2 separate regions of the Sus scrofa genome follow, and region 1 is linked to region 2. A link is a contact called in public HiChIP or PLAC-seq data. All regions are on one chromosome and are shown on one strand. The core of a region is the stretch at or near the end of the contact, and the rest is flanking DNA. Distances in the headings are between cores, read along the strand shown. Region 1 overlaps ZZEF1 (zinc finger ZZ-type and EF-hand domain-containing protein 1). Region 2 holds the start of P2RX1 (P2X purinoceptor 1).

Region 1 (6,321 bases), core at 596-3,095, 66 kb after region 2:
CCCGTGACCTTTTTGTTTTTAAATCACTTGGTTTTGGATGTTTCTCTCCACTTCTGTAGGGGGAATGTCTATACTCTCTAATGGATGAGGGGCACCCTGCCGGGCAGGGAGCTGAGTGGTGGAGGAGATGTGTTGACATGACCCTCAGCATGTGCGGAGGTCTCCTTTCACATCTCCTGCCCAGTTGTCATGGATGTTGTGTTGCTCAGCAGTTCTGGACTGATAACCTGCAAACGCATGGGTCTCCCAAGTAGCTTTGTAAACATGAAGTTAAATCAAGCTTAGAAAACATCAGTTAACAACTTAGGGGAGCCTCACATGAAGAGACAGAGAGAGGCTCTTACCACTGGGGAGTCAGCGGTGGTCCACAGTCAGGTTGGAAAGAAGAGAACCATCACCTGGTTCTTGACATTCACCTTAGTGAAAGCCCAAGAGGGAAGCAGAGCAGGGGAGAGAGGCGGATGGTTGTGGGTGGGGGGTGGGGACAGACAGACACACTGACCTGGAATCTAGCTTTGCCTGGAGCCAGATGCAACTCTTGGGCTTTTCAGTTTTGTAAGTCAGTAAGTTCTCTTTTAAATTAAGCTAGTTTGGAGTGGGTTTAACTTGCAGCTGAAGAAATCCCAACAAATCCAGGGCAGTGCCTCCAAAGTTCGTCTGGAACCTCACTGAGCATGAGCAAAGCTGCATCTGCAAGACTCCCTAGAAAGGAGAAGAATAACTTGGTAATGGCTGCAGCTTAACGCCTTTGGTGGCTTGACTGGATACCATCAGAGAGCTATTTATTTCAGGAATTTTTACATATCTGCCTTTCCATATACCTTTCATGTTGATGAGACAGAACTACTTTTTTTCAAACTACTGGAGCTAAATTGTTGCATAAATTTGGGTCAGAATTGCTTTCATCTGTAAGAGACCAAACAGTAACATTCTCACACACAGACTCCCTCTCTCTCTCTCTCTCCCTCTCATGCACACATGCATATCTGGAGCTTGGTGATTCTAGGGGTCGTTCAGTGCCTAGTGTAATCAAGGGGTCAGGCTCTTCCTTCTTCACCTCCTGTTTCTCCCCCGTGGCAGCGAGATTGCTGCAGGAGAGCCAAGCATTGCATGCTCTCATCACAGTCGATGAACAGGGAACAGGAGGGGGTTGGGACAAAAATCCCTTCCCCAAAGCCTCCCAGCAGCTTCCGCTGAATTCTTTAGCCAGAACTGGGTCACACATGCACTGTGACTGTGGGAGGGGCTGAGAAAGTGAGCATTCAGCAATAGAAATGAGATTACCAACAGGGATTTAAACCAATTAGGACTTTCCTCAGGAGCTGGTGGAAGGTCCTACCTTTCTTGAGATTAAAGTGTCTCTTGTTGGAGTTCCCATCGTGGCGCAGTGGTTAACGAATCCGACTAGGAACCATGAGGTTTCGGGTTTGATCCTTGCCCTTGCTCAGTGGGTTAAGGATCTGTCGTTGCTGTGAGCTGTGGTGTAGGTTGCAGACGTGGCTCGTATCCCATGTTGCTGTGGCTGTGATGTAGTCCGGCAGCTACAGCTCCAATTGGACCCCTAGCCTGGGAACCTCCATATGCCACAGGAGCAGCCCTAGAAAAGGCAAAAAGCCTAAATAAATAAAGTATCTCTTGTCACCACCTGCAAAAAAATTGGATTCTGTTAGCAGGGAAGGGGAGTGGGTGGGAAAGGGCAGTGAGTGACAGGGGCCACCATACAGGGCCCACAGGGCCATGTTTAGATGGGCCCTCTATCTGGGAGCCTCGGTTTTTCACCGAGTGGTTTATAGCACACTGCTGATCTGTCCAGTGAGTGTTTGTTGAGTGAATGAGGGCGGGGCTGCCGTGGTGACAGCTTTGGGGCTGGGCGGCAGGAGTGAGCTGGCCTGGCTCTGCCACCACTTCCTGTGGGATTCCAAGCTGACCTCTCACAGCTTCTAGTTCTTTCACAATTGAGGAGGCTCGGCTAGTTGAACTGTTTCCCTTACATTGCAAAAGGCTCGCGTTCAACCTGCATTTGACCTCTGTGACCTTCTATTGTTTATGGGTGGGTTAATCTCAGCAGGCAAACCTTCCAGCCAAACAAAGGCAGCCGGTGAAAGCAGCAGCACAGGACTCAGACAGACAGAGCACTACACGGCCAGGCTCTCCAGACGGACTTTTCTTCGGAGAAAAGGCCCAGAGTGCTCGGGCCACGCTGTGAGAAGGCGAAAAAGGGCCCTAGAGGGAGACTTGGTGGCTGCACAGGCCATGGGAGCGCCCAGTTCTGCTGAGCCTCAGGCTGATTCAGTTTCCTTGCTGGCCTCAGGGACAGTGAGGGCTGAGGCTGGGTCCTGGGTCCTGGGCCCCGATTCCTTGGAAGGCAGTCTGGGGGCTTTAGGAGGATGTGTCAGACGCTTTCAGGCTGGAACAGATGGGTTTCGAAGCTTAGTTAAGTCCGGCTCCCACCAGGCTCTCTTCTCTAATTCAAAAGAAACAGCCTTTAGCACCAGGAATGTGGCTGAGGAGGGAAAAGAGCAATTAAGCAAAAAGCCGGAGACGTGAGGGAGGAAGAAGCACAAGACCACAGGACACGTGGACATTAGCCCCGTGTTTAGTCGGAAGCAGGTGCAGAGCCGCGTAAGGCGGAGACCTGTCCCCACCTCCTTGGGGTGTCCTGTGAGGGATGAAGGGTGTTCGGGGTGGGGCTGGAGAGGAGCACCGCCTGTGCGTGCTGAGCAGCCGTGCAGAGGTAGCGGGCGATGAGCCTAAGCCCCCAGATCGCGAGCCCGAGGGGAGGTGGGTCCCCGCAGGACTGTAGTCAGTGGGGAGGGGTATCGGAGCTTAAGAACCTCGGATTCCTTTCTACCCCCAGGCCTTGGGATTCTAGAAATTCCATCAGTTTGGGTTTGGGAGAAACTCCAAGTATCTTCTTCACAAGAGACACAGAAAGAGGGGAACGAGGAGGAGGGGGAAAGAGCCCACACACACGTGTACTTTTATATAGAATTTGTACAATATATTTCTCTTCATCTGCATATTTTACCCACAGCTTAACATCCTTTTTACAAGCTGAACTCACTCAGCTGATATAATCAAAATTCTTTCTTTCAACCAAATAAGAAAAATTCAAAATCGAAAACCCGTAAGAAAACAAATTAAAAACGATGATGAAAATAAGTCACTCCTCATGAGGAACAGCGTCTGTCTGTACAATATACATGGTTTGGAACAGATTTCTTTAGAGATTAGGCACATGTTTCCACACCTTCATTCCTGCCAGTTTCATCTCATTCCAGGCAGTCCCACCTCCTGAGAAGGATCAGAGGGATGATGGTCTTGACGGAATTCACTTGCAGAAGCTGCTGGCCCCCGGCTGAGGACCAGGGGAGCGGGGCCTGGTTCGGCAGCGCCACCCAGTGGCTGGAAGCAGAGGCAGGCAGGGTGCAGGGGTGCCGGGGTGCCGGGCTGGGTGGGGCCCTGCCGGGCGAGAGCAGCAGTTGTGCACGAAGGGAAAACCGAGGCTTGTTCTATGCAAACTGAATCCAGAGAGACCAGAAGAGCAAGGGCGGTGTACAGGCAGAAGCCACGAGGAATCCCGCGGTTACGTAGTTTATCCTCTGGTGGAAGAATGGGGAGCAACGCTGGTGGCCGCTGCCACGAGGGGTGTGACCCCTGTCCTGCCCCTGGGTCCCTGCTCTGCTGTCCGTCTGAGGTATGAGAGGCGAGGGGGAGCCGCCAGAGCCCCAGCTCCGCGCATGTACCTGCCGGCAGCCCAGCTCGAGCCTGCGGCCGCGGCGCACACCTCTCCTCTCCTCCCAAGCGCGGCTCTTCTCCGGGACTTCCCTCCTCGACGGGAGACCCGCCTGGCGGCACAGAGCGCGGGGCCTTCTCTGGGATGCGGGCAGAACCGAAGATGAGAGAGGGGTTTCTACCAAGCTGGCAGCGCCTGTCTCCTCACACCCCGACCCTCTGGGAGACGGGGCTGCCCGGGCCTTGCTGACATCCGGGCGACGGGCTTCAGGTGACTGAGTTTCAGGACCTGTCCTATTTGTTTCTGTCTCCTTTGAATTCTCCCTTCCACAACGGCTCCACAGGCAGGGTGGGGCCAGGCTCAGAATCCACTTCTAGGGCTGCAGAAGGGTGCTGCACCCTGGCCTCCCGACCCAGAAGAAAAAAGGGCTCTTGCAGGAGGAAGCTCCTGGGCCCCAAAGAGGGGGCCTCCAAGGCCGTGGCAGTGCTGGCCCGCTCAGCTTGGCCCTGGCTGTGATGCGCTTGGGGTTGGCCCTCTGTGGGGGACGTGCTCAGGCCCAGACTCCCCCCTGCTTAAATGGCAGCTGCCTCAGGCAGTCTGCAAGTGACGAGTCCCACGGAGGCTTATCCATAGCCCATGGGCCAACCCAGCCTTGCACGCCACAGCGTGGCTTTGGCAAGAGAATAATCAGCACTTCAGGGTAAGACTACAACCGTAAAAAGCAACATGGAAAAGAGCATTCATTAGAACTAATGTAGTTATTGCTAAACAAGTGACAGCTAAAGAACCACGGAGAGTCCCAGAGGTGGACGTGATGGATGACCACGACCATGGAGCAGAAACAACATCATCGTGTGGTGGTTTTTGGTTTTTTTTTTTTTTTTTTTGTTTTTTTTTACTTCTAAAATAAGATCTCCTCTGATTACATGTCAAGTCTTTAGGTACCGAAGCCAAAGCATATTCAAGTTCTGCGACTGTCAAATGAGCCAGTTTGTCCCCCTGCACGGCGGACCGACGGTCACCCCCCGAGGCCCTCTCAGGGGAGTCAAGGTGGTTCTTTCTAAAAACATGAGGTGGAAACTAAACAAGTTAAAACAACAACTAAAAAAATGGGCCTGTGCCGGGAGCAGTGCACAGATGGACGCGCACGGTGGCTGCTGGCTGTTCCCAAGGGCACTTTTCTCACCAAGGATTTCTCTGGGACGCTGTGGCTACGCAGGGGCTAGTGCGGCAGTGGGTCCCGGACTGAATGCTGGGGACCAGGTGGGAACCAGGAGGGGCTTCCACCGGTTTGGGTTTGGAGACCAGCCTCAAGAAGCAAAAGCAAAAGAGGAGCTCCCAGGGTGGGCCGCTGCTGCTGGAGGTTCTGCTGAGGAAGGCAGCTCTGGGCAGACGCCATCGCCCCTGAAGGGCAAGTGCAGACAGGTCCAGCTCAAAGGAGACAGCCCTTTCCTGTGCAGCTATGGCCAGGCCTTCCTGGGGCTTTGGCTTCTGCAGGGACAGACCCTGGAGGAGGCAGGTCTCTGAGCAACCTTTTCAAGGGCCTCCTGCCTGGCCTTTTTGATGATTCTGCACGGCTCTGCTTATTCTCACATGCTATGGTATGTGCGGGTGCCTCGCCTGTGACACGGGAAGTTCTTGGAGACGTGGCTGCTTAGCATTCGAGTCGGAGGAAGAGGAGTGCACAAGGAGAGCCAGGCGCCGACGCCACGGGAGTCTTCCCGAATGAGTTCAGGCAGCTGCTCTAAGATCCTCGTGGACAGATTATCTGTCTCCGTGCACGCCACACCAAGGGCTAACACTCGACATTCCAGAGGCGAGTGGCCTTGTTCGGGTAGTTGATGGCCAGGCTGATGGCAGCGATGTTCTGCAGAGCCTGTGGAGGAGAAAGAGTCATCAGCAATGTCAAGAACCAGCCACGTGCTGGGTCATGAAGTGCTGACAGAACGAGCTCCTCCGCTGAGCACTTGAGGGGGGCAGGGGAGAAGCAGAGGTGGGCCAGATGGGACCACAGTCTAGAGTGAAAGACAAAGCAATTGAGACTACATGAAGAGCCAGGAGGTAAGGCAGGACCATCACTGCTTCAAGAGAAAAGCAGGTGCGATGCTGGGGCCTCAGAGGAGGCATCCGCGGGGCGGAGGTGGGGCCTGGGAACGCGCCCTAGGGAAAGGGAACAGCGGCACAGAGGTACAGAAGGGAGGAGACAGTCAGTGCGGGGACCCTGGAAGGCACGGTGGGAAGACGCTGGGAAGGCAGATGCCCCGGAGCCAGGCCAAGGGTGGTCTCCGAGCTGCGGCAGGAGGAGGAGGCAGGGAGAAGAGGCGGAAAACACGGGCCCAGCAGAGAGGACAGACCATGGGGCGGGTCAGAGCGGGGGTGAGGGGACGAGACACAGGGACAGGCACGAGGGAAGAGCCTACAGGAATACGCTACTGGGGTCAAAATGGTCAAACGTCAAGACCCCAGGCCTGGTGGCAGCAGTGGCAGCAGTGCTGGCAGGCATCCGTTAGGAGGGGGGGTTCTCCTCTGCCTGCAGGTCTCAGGAGAATCCACACAGACCCTTCGGCAGAGGATGAGGGGAGGAG
Region 2 (5,841 bases), core at 2,409-4,908:
ACACCTCCAGGAAAGAGAGCTCATCCCTTCCCAGAAGACATCACTTCTAACTACAAATTACCATGTTAATTCAAGCCAAAGAGAGTGATGTCTTAGCTCAGCCCACTGGGGCCTCAGGGCCACCTGCTCCCTGCACTTGCCCTGGACTCCCCAGAAAAGCGTGACCAATAGCGAGCACAGCCTGCCTCCCTTCTCGCAGTCTGTTCGAGTTCTTAGCATCTCAGCCTCTCTGCCGTCTGTCTCAGTAACTCCTCCATCTCTATGCCTCAGCGCCTCTCTTCATCTGAGTTCTGTGCTCAGTGTCTATTCCTTCATCCAGTTCTGTCTCTGTCTGCCCATCCCCCACCTGGACTGTCCCCTGTCTCTGGGTTGGGGTGTCTGGCTCCTCTATGCTCCCCTCTGTCCCCTGCAGGGCCCACACCACAGAGTCAGACAGCGGGGGTGGGGGGTAATTAATGAAAGGCCCTCCCTCCCTAGGAAAGAGCACATTTCTGAGCCTGTAAGCAACGTCTTTAGAGGGTCCCCCCACCCCTGCTCCATGGAACAACTGGGAAACCAAGGCCTGAGATTGCAAGTCCAAGTTCAGGCTGGGTTTGGTCTGCAGCTGTGGACGCCTAGCTGAGCGGTCAGTGCAGCAGTGGGCAGTGGCCAGACGAGGGCGCCAGAGACAGCAGGAGTCAGCCCCAGCGGGAGCCTGAGCTTGGGGTGGGGGGCGTTGGGATCCTTAACACACTGAGCAAGGCCAGGGATCGAACCTGCATCCTCGTGGCTATTAGTCGGCTTCTTAACCCGCTGAGCCACAACAGGAGCTCCAGTGCCGTCATCAGAAAGTTCTCAGAGCCCTTCTGATGTGGGATTTGGGGCTATTTGGAGGAACTCTGCCTTCCTCCCTCTGCTCTGTGACTTGGGCAGGTCGCTGCACCTCACTGAGGGTTTTCCTTTCCGAAATATCAAGGCTGATGTTGGTCTCACACAGCTGGATTCAAATCCTGGTTCAGCCTCTTTCCAGCTGTGAGATCCAGGCTAAGGCACTCGGTGTCTCTGGGTCTCACTGACACATCTGTTTGAAAACCGAGTGCACTGTCTTGGGAGGGAGGAAGGGAAGGAGGGAGGTAGTGAGGTCCCCGTCACTGGAGGTATGTGTTCAGGACCGGATGGCAGCCCGGGGCATATGCTGCAGCTGGGGGTGAGGTGGGAGGACTGTCCCTTTCCCTCTGACAGTCTGAGCAACACACAAAAGGGCCTGGCACTGCTCCCAGCGCTGACCTGAAAGTGGGTCATAGGGAACCTTAGGGGCTGCAGTGAGGACAACATCCCCCAGCCTCTTGTGGGAGAGATGGGCTAGGTCTGGGCTGGGAGCCTCTCTTCCCTGCCGCGTCAGGGGTGTGGCGAATGGCGGACACGCATTGGTGCCACAATTAGCTTTTTTTGGTTTTTGTTTTTCTTTTCAGGGCGGCACCCAGAGCATATGGAAGTTCCCAGGCGAGGGGTCCAATGGGAGCTACAGCCGCCGGCCTACGCGGGAGCCAAGCCGCGCCTGCGACCTGCATCACAGCTCACGGCAATGCCGGATCCTTAACCCACTGAGCAAGGCCAGGGATCGAACCTGCATCCTCATGGCTACTAGTCGGGTTCTTTTTTTTTTTTTTTTTTTTTTTTGTCTTTTTGTTGTTGTTGTTGCTATTTCTTGGGCCGCTCCCGCGGCATATGGAGGTTCCCAGGCTAGGGGTTGAATCGGAGCTGTAGCCACCGGCCTACGCCAGAGCCACAGCAACGCGGGATCCGAGCCGCATCTGCAACCTACACCACAGCTCACGGCAACGCCGGATCGTTAACCCACTGAGCAAGGGCAGGGACCGAACCCGCAACCTCATGGTTCCTAGTCGGATTCGTTAACCACTGCGCCACGACGGGAACTCCTACTAGTCGGGTTCTTAACCCGCTGAGCCACAATGGGAGCTCCAGTGCTGTCATCAGAAAATTCTAAGAACCCTTGAGATGTAGGAAAGGAGAAGGCAGAGGCCCCTGTTCTAACTGGGCCTCAGTTCCCCTCACAGGCTCAGTGACATTGCCGATGTCAGGCTGGTTTGTGAATAGGAAGAACACAGGGGCTGAAAGGTGAGCCGGGGTCTGGCCCTGGCTCTACCTGACCAGCTCGGAGGCCTCGGGGGCCAACTAAGGCAGAGGAAGGCTGTTTTGGAACCTAGAGGCCTTGGGGACCTACGTGGTCACAGTCCGGCCTCCTGGTCAGCCCGCCCTGGTTTGGCCTCACAGCAAAAATGGGGACATGAAGACCAGAGGGCCAGGGCTGCTGGATGCCCCAGACCCCCCAGTAGGGGCCGAACCCCCTTCCGTGGCTCCTGGGCCTCTAGGAGCCTCAGCCCCAGGGCACACCCAGCCGCCACACCCGATGGGCAGCCGGCCCCCATACAGAGCTCTGGGCACGACACGCACACAGCTACACATCACACACATGTGTGCTCACACAAGCACCTGCTGAGCTGGCCAGCCCGCTGGGGAGTCCCACATACTCCTATTCCTGCACCCCGGGATGGGGGACAGGCCCCTCGATGTCCAGAAAGGAGCTGTCTTCCCTGGGACCAGAACCAGCCTGCAAACCCTGCCTGGAAGCCACCATTAGGGCAGCAGCTGGGCCAAATTTGAAAGTTTCTCTGCTCAGGGTCTCGAGCAGCCCGGGCTGCCTCTGACTCAGGCAGGGCCGGTGGGAGCAGGGTCTCTCCAGCTCTGGCCTGAAAACCGGGGGGCAGCCTCCCCCTCTTAGTGGCGGGGAGGCGGGGGAAGTCAGAGGCAGAAGGGCGGGGGCCTGGCTTCCAAGTGTCCTGCCACCTGCGGGAACCGTTGTGAGCAGCCGGCCAGCTCCTTGGAACCCAGAGGCTTTGCCTCTTGTTCACCGTGCGCCCCAGGGCGGGGGCTGGCCCTCGACGCCGGCCCCCAGTGGGCAGTGGGTCAGTGGGCTCCCCTTCCTTCTGAGGGACACCAGAGTGGTTTGTCAGGCGGCTGACCGCCGATGGGGAGAAAGCAGGGCTCCTTGGGGTCATGGGAGGCGCCCCAGAGCCTGGAGCACAGGCCAGGGGCGGGGGTGGGGGATGCTGGGCAGAGGGAAGGGGTCCAGACTCACCCAACCACGTAGACCAGAACCACGAGCTGGATCAGGCGGAAGACGACGCCCACCTTCTTGTTGCGCACGAGCACCATCCGGGGGGTGTCGTACTCGAAGAAGAAGGCGGCCAGCTCGTCCTGGAGCCGCCGTGCCATGGTGGCCGCCAGGCTGCAGGCTGGTGACCGAGCCCCCGGCACGGCCTCGGCTCCCGGGGTGGGGTGGGGAGGGCGGGGGGCTGGGGCACAACACCTGCGTCTACAGCGCAACGTCTAGGGGTTTCCCAGCCCCTTAAGAAGGGCAGGGCCGGGCAGGTGGGGCCAGAGGTCAGGAGTCAGAGGTCAATTGGCTTGTGTTGGGCGGGAGAGCCCCCGGGTGGTCGGAGCAGCTCTGGGCCCCCGGCAGGCAATAGACTGTGGGCCAGCCTGCGCCTGTGGACAAATAAATTCCCAAAGATAGATGGGGGCGGGACCGGGGGGGCCACCCAGGCCCGGCCCCACTGCCCCTCCTGGCTCCGCCTGGGCCCTGCTGGGCCTCCGGAAACAGGAGCTGTTGGCAGGAAACCATGGGCCACCCGTCATGAGGCAAAGATAAAGCCATCAGCCCCCCACGAACCTGGTAGGACAGAGCTGGGGGCTCAGGCCAGGGCCTGGGTGGAGTGGCCTCAGGCTGGAGCCCTCCCCCACACAGGGACCCATCCAAGATTCAAACATCCTTCCCCCACCCCCAAGTGGACACCTCAGTCCCTGGGGGTCTGACGCCTGGAGGCAAAGAGAAAGGAGGGCTGCTTCCAGTCCAGGGGCCTGAGGCCTCCTGAACCCGCCGCAGGACCCCCACCCTGACCTCAGAGACTGTGCCATCCACCCGTTCCTCTGGGGCTGAGCCTGGCCTCTGCCCCATCGGCTGCGGGGTCGGGCTGGCTTTTCCACCCCCTACTTCCAGGGCAGCCACACCTCCTTAACCCCAGAACCGGCACACAGGGCCAGGTACGCAGACGAGGCCAGGGCCACATCTGTTCCACATGTGGCCATCAGGATCTGGAGACCAGCCAGGAAAGCCCGGCCTGGGTGAGCAGCTCTGGCTCTGCTGCTGCTGGGGGAGCCTGGGCACGTGCCCCGCTCTGAGCCTGCTTCCTTATCTGGGAAACGGGGACCACAAGGGACTTTCCTCACGGGTAGCAATCCCAGGGGACAGGTCCGGACGACACTGAGGACAGAGCAGCCGAGGCCACTCTCACGCTCAGGGTGCAGCTCCTCTGCAGCCCCGGCCCTCAGCGCAGGGACTCGGGGGCCTGGGCTGGGGCTGGAGGCCTCCCCCAGCCTCCTCCTCATTTCACAGATGAAGAAACTGGAGCTCAGAGAGAAGTGAATTGCCCAAGCTCACGCCGTTTGGTAGAGGAGGCCTCAGCTTGAAGCAGGAAGATCTCCTTGGCCCTCCCTCAACCCAGGCTGGGTGTCCTCGGGGCTCCCCCCACCCCCGCCCCGCTCCGCCCCGACGGGAGTCTTCTTTCTGGCAGCCCTTTAGCTGGGAAATGGCTTTGGGCGGGGAGCCAGGCCCCGGGCTGGGAATCCCAGCCTCAGGTCTGAATAGAGCTGCTTTCTGGACAGTGAGGGGCTTCCACGGATGGCAGGCCTAGGGCCCCTGCCAGCACCCCAGGCCAGTCCCCCCGTCGCACAGGTCAGCCTCACCCAGCACGGAGTTCCCAGCAACCTCAGGCTCAGCTGTCAGTCCGACGATACTTCCTTTAAGAGGGGCTGGTAAGTACACATCCTGGGATTTTCTAAGGAAAATCCAGAGATGCTGGGAGCCAGAGCCACAGTGACCACATCCCCTTGGCCTGGTCTTGACCCCAGACAAAAAGGTGTCCCCTTTGTCGCTGACCTCGTGGCCCTTGGCAGAGCAGACCCTGGACATGAACCGCTTGCAGTGGGGGCATGGGGGTGGGGTGGAGGCTGACACCATCTCTGTGTCCCACTCGGCTACCCTCCTCAGGGGGGTAGCAGGGACTAAGTGAGGGGGAAAGGAGGGAGGGAGGTGAGGAAGGAGGTGGGGGAGGGAGGGAGGAGGGAAGGAAGTCAGGCCATCATTTTCTTTTGTTTGTTTGCTTTTTAGGGCCGTACCTGCGACATATGGAGGTTCCCAGGCTAGGAGTCGAATCAGAGCTGTAGCCACTGGCCTACACCACAGTCACAGCAACACGGGATCTGAGTCAGGTCTGCGACCTATGCCACAGCTCACAGCCACGCCGGATCCTTAACCCACTGAGCGAGGCCAGGGATCGAACCCGCAACCTCATGGATACTATCTGGATCGTTTCCATGGCACCACAGCAGGAACTCCTAGACAGTCATTTTCTTTTTTCTTTTTCTTTTCTTTTTTTGTCTTTTTGCCTTTTCTAGGGACCACTCCTGTGGCATATGGAGGTTCCCAGGCTAGGGGTCTAATTGGAGCTGTTGCCGCCGGCCTACACCACAGCCACAGCCACAGCCATGCGGGATCCAAGCCATGTCTGCAACCTACACCATAGCTCATGGCAATGCCGGATCCTTAACCCACTGAGCGAGGCCAGGGATCAAACCCACAACCTCATGGTTCCTAGTCGGATTTGTTAACTACTGCGCCACGACGGGAACGCCATCATTTTCTAATCGATGTCTGTCCCTTTCAGCGCTGTCACCATGTTCTCCACCTCCTCGTTCTCTTTCCCTCCGCCCTCCTCGCCC

Evidence for each region. HiChIP or PLAC-seq counts read pairs in DNA pulled down with a chosen protein or histone mark.
Region 1: a contact with region 2 is called in an H3K27ac HiChIP or PLAC-seq map of alveolar macrophages. The contact joins the enhancer-like site here to the promoter of P2RX1 in region 2. A contact is called at or near these places in 1 of 5 promoter capture datasets (liver), 13 of 47 Hi-C or Micro-C datasets (alveolar macrophages, blood, embryonic fibroblasts and 7 more) and 1 of 2 datasets of contacts at active chromatin or transcription factors (alveolar macrophages).

Annotation. Positions count from the first base shown.
Region 1 is chr12:50,038,511-50,044,831 of Sscrofa11.1, forward strand. ZZEF1 (zinc finger ZZ-type and EF-hand domain-containing protein 1) reads right to left here. Exons shown (of 56, transcript XM_021067699.1): 56 at 2,980-5,612. The coding sequence ends at 5,532. Among named protein-coding and RNA genes, the nearest start is that of ATP2A3, 28 kb to the left of the region's middle. Within about 2 kb of position 1,846, at least 32 of the 83 cell types and tissues checked have an H3K27ac peak or open chromatin away from gene starts, as enhancers often do. A contact at or near this core is called in alveolar macrophages, embryonic fibroblasts, epiblast stem cells and 4 more, where this site is marked.
Region 2 is chr12:49,971,131-49,976,971 of Sscrofa11.1, forward strand. It overlaps P2RX1 (P2X purinoceptor 1), which reads right to left and starts at 3,659. Exons shown (of 11, transcript XM_021067691.1): 1 at 3,140-3,659. The coding sequence starts at 3,276.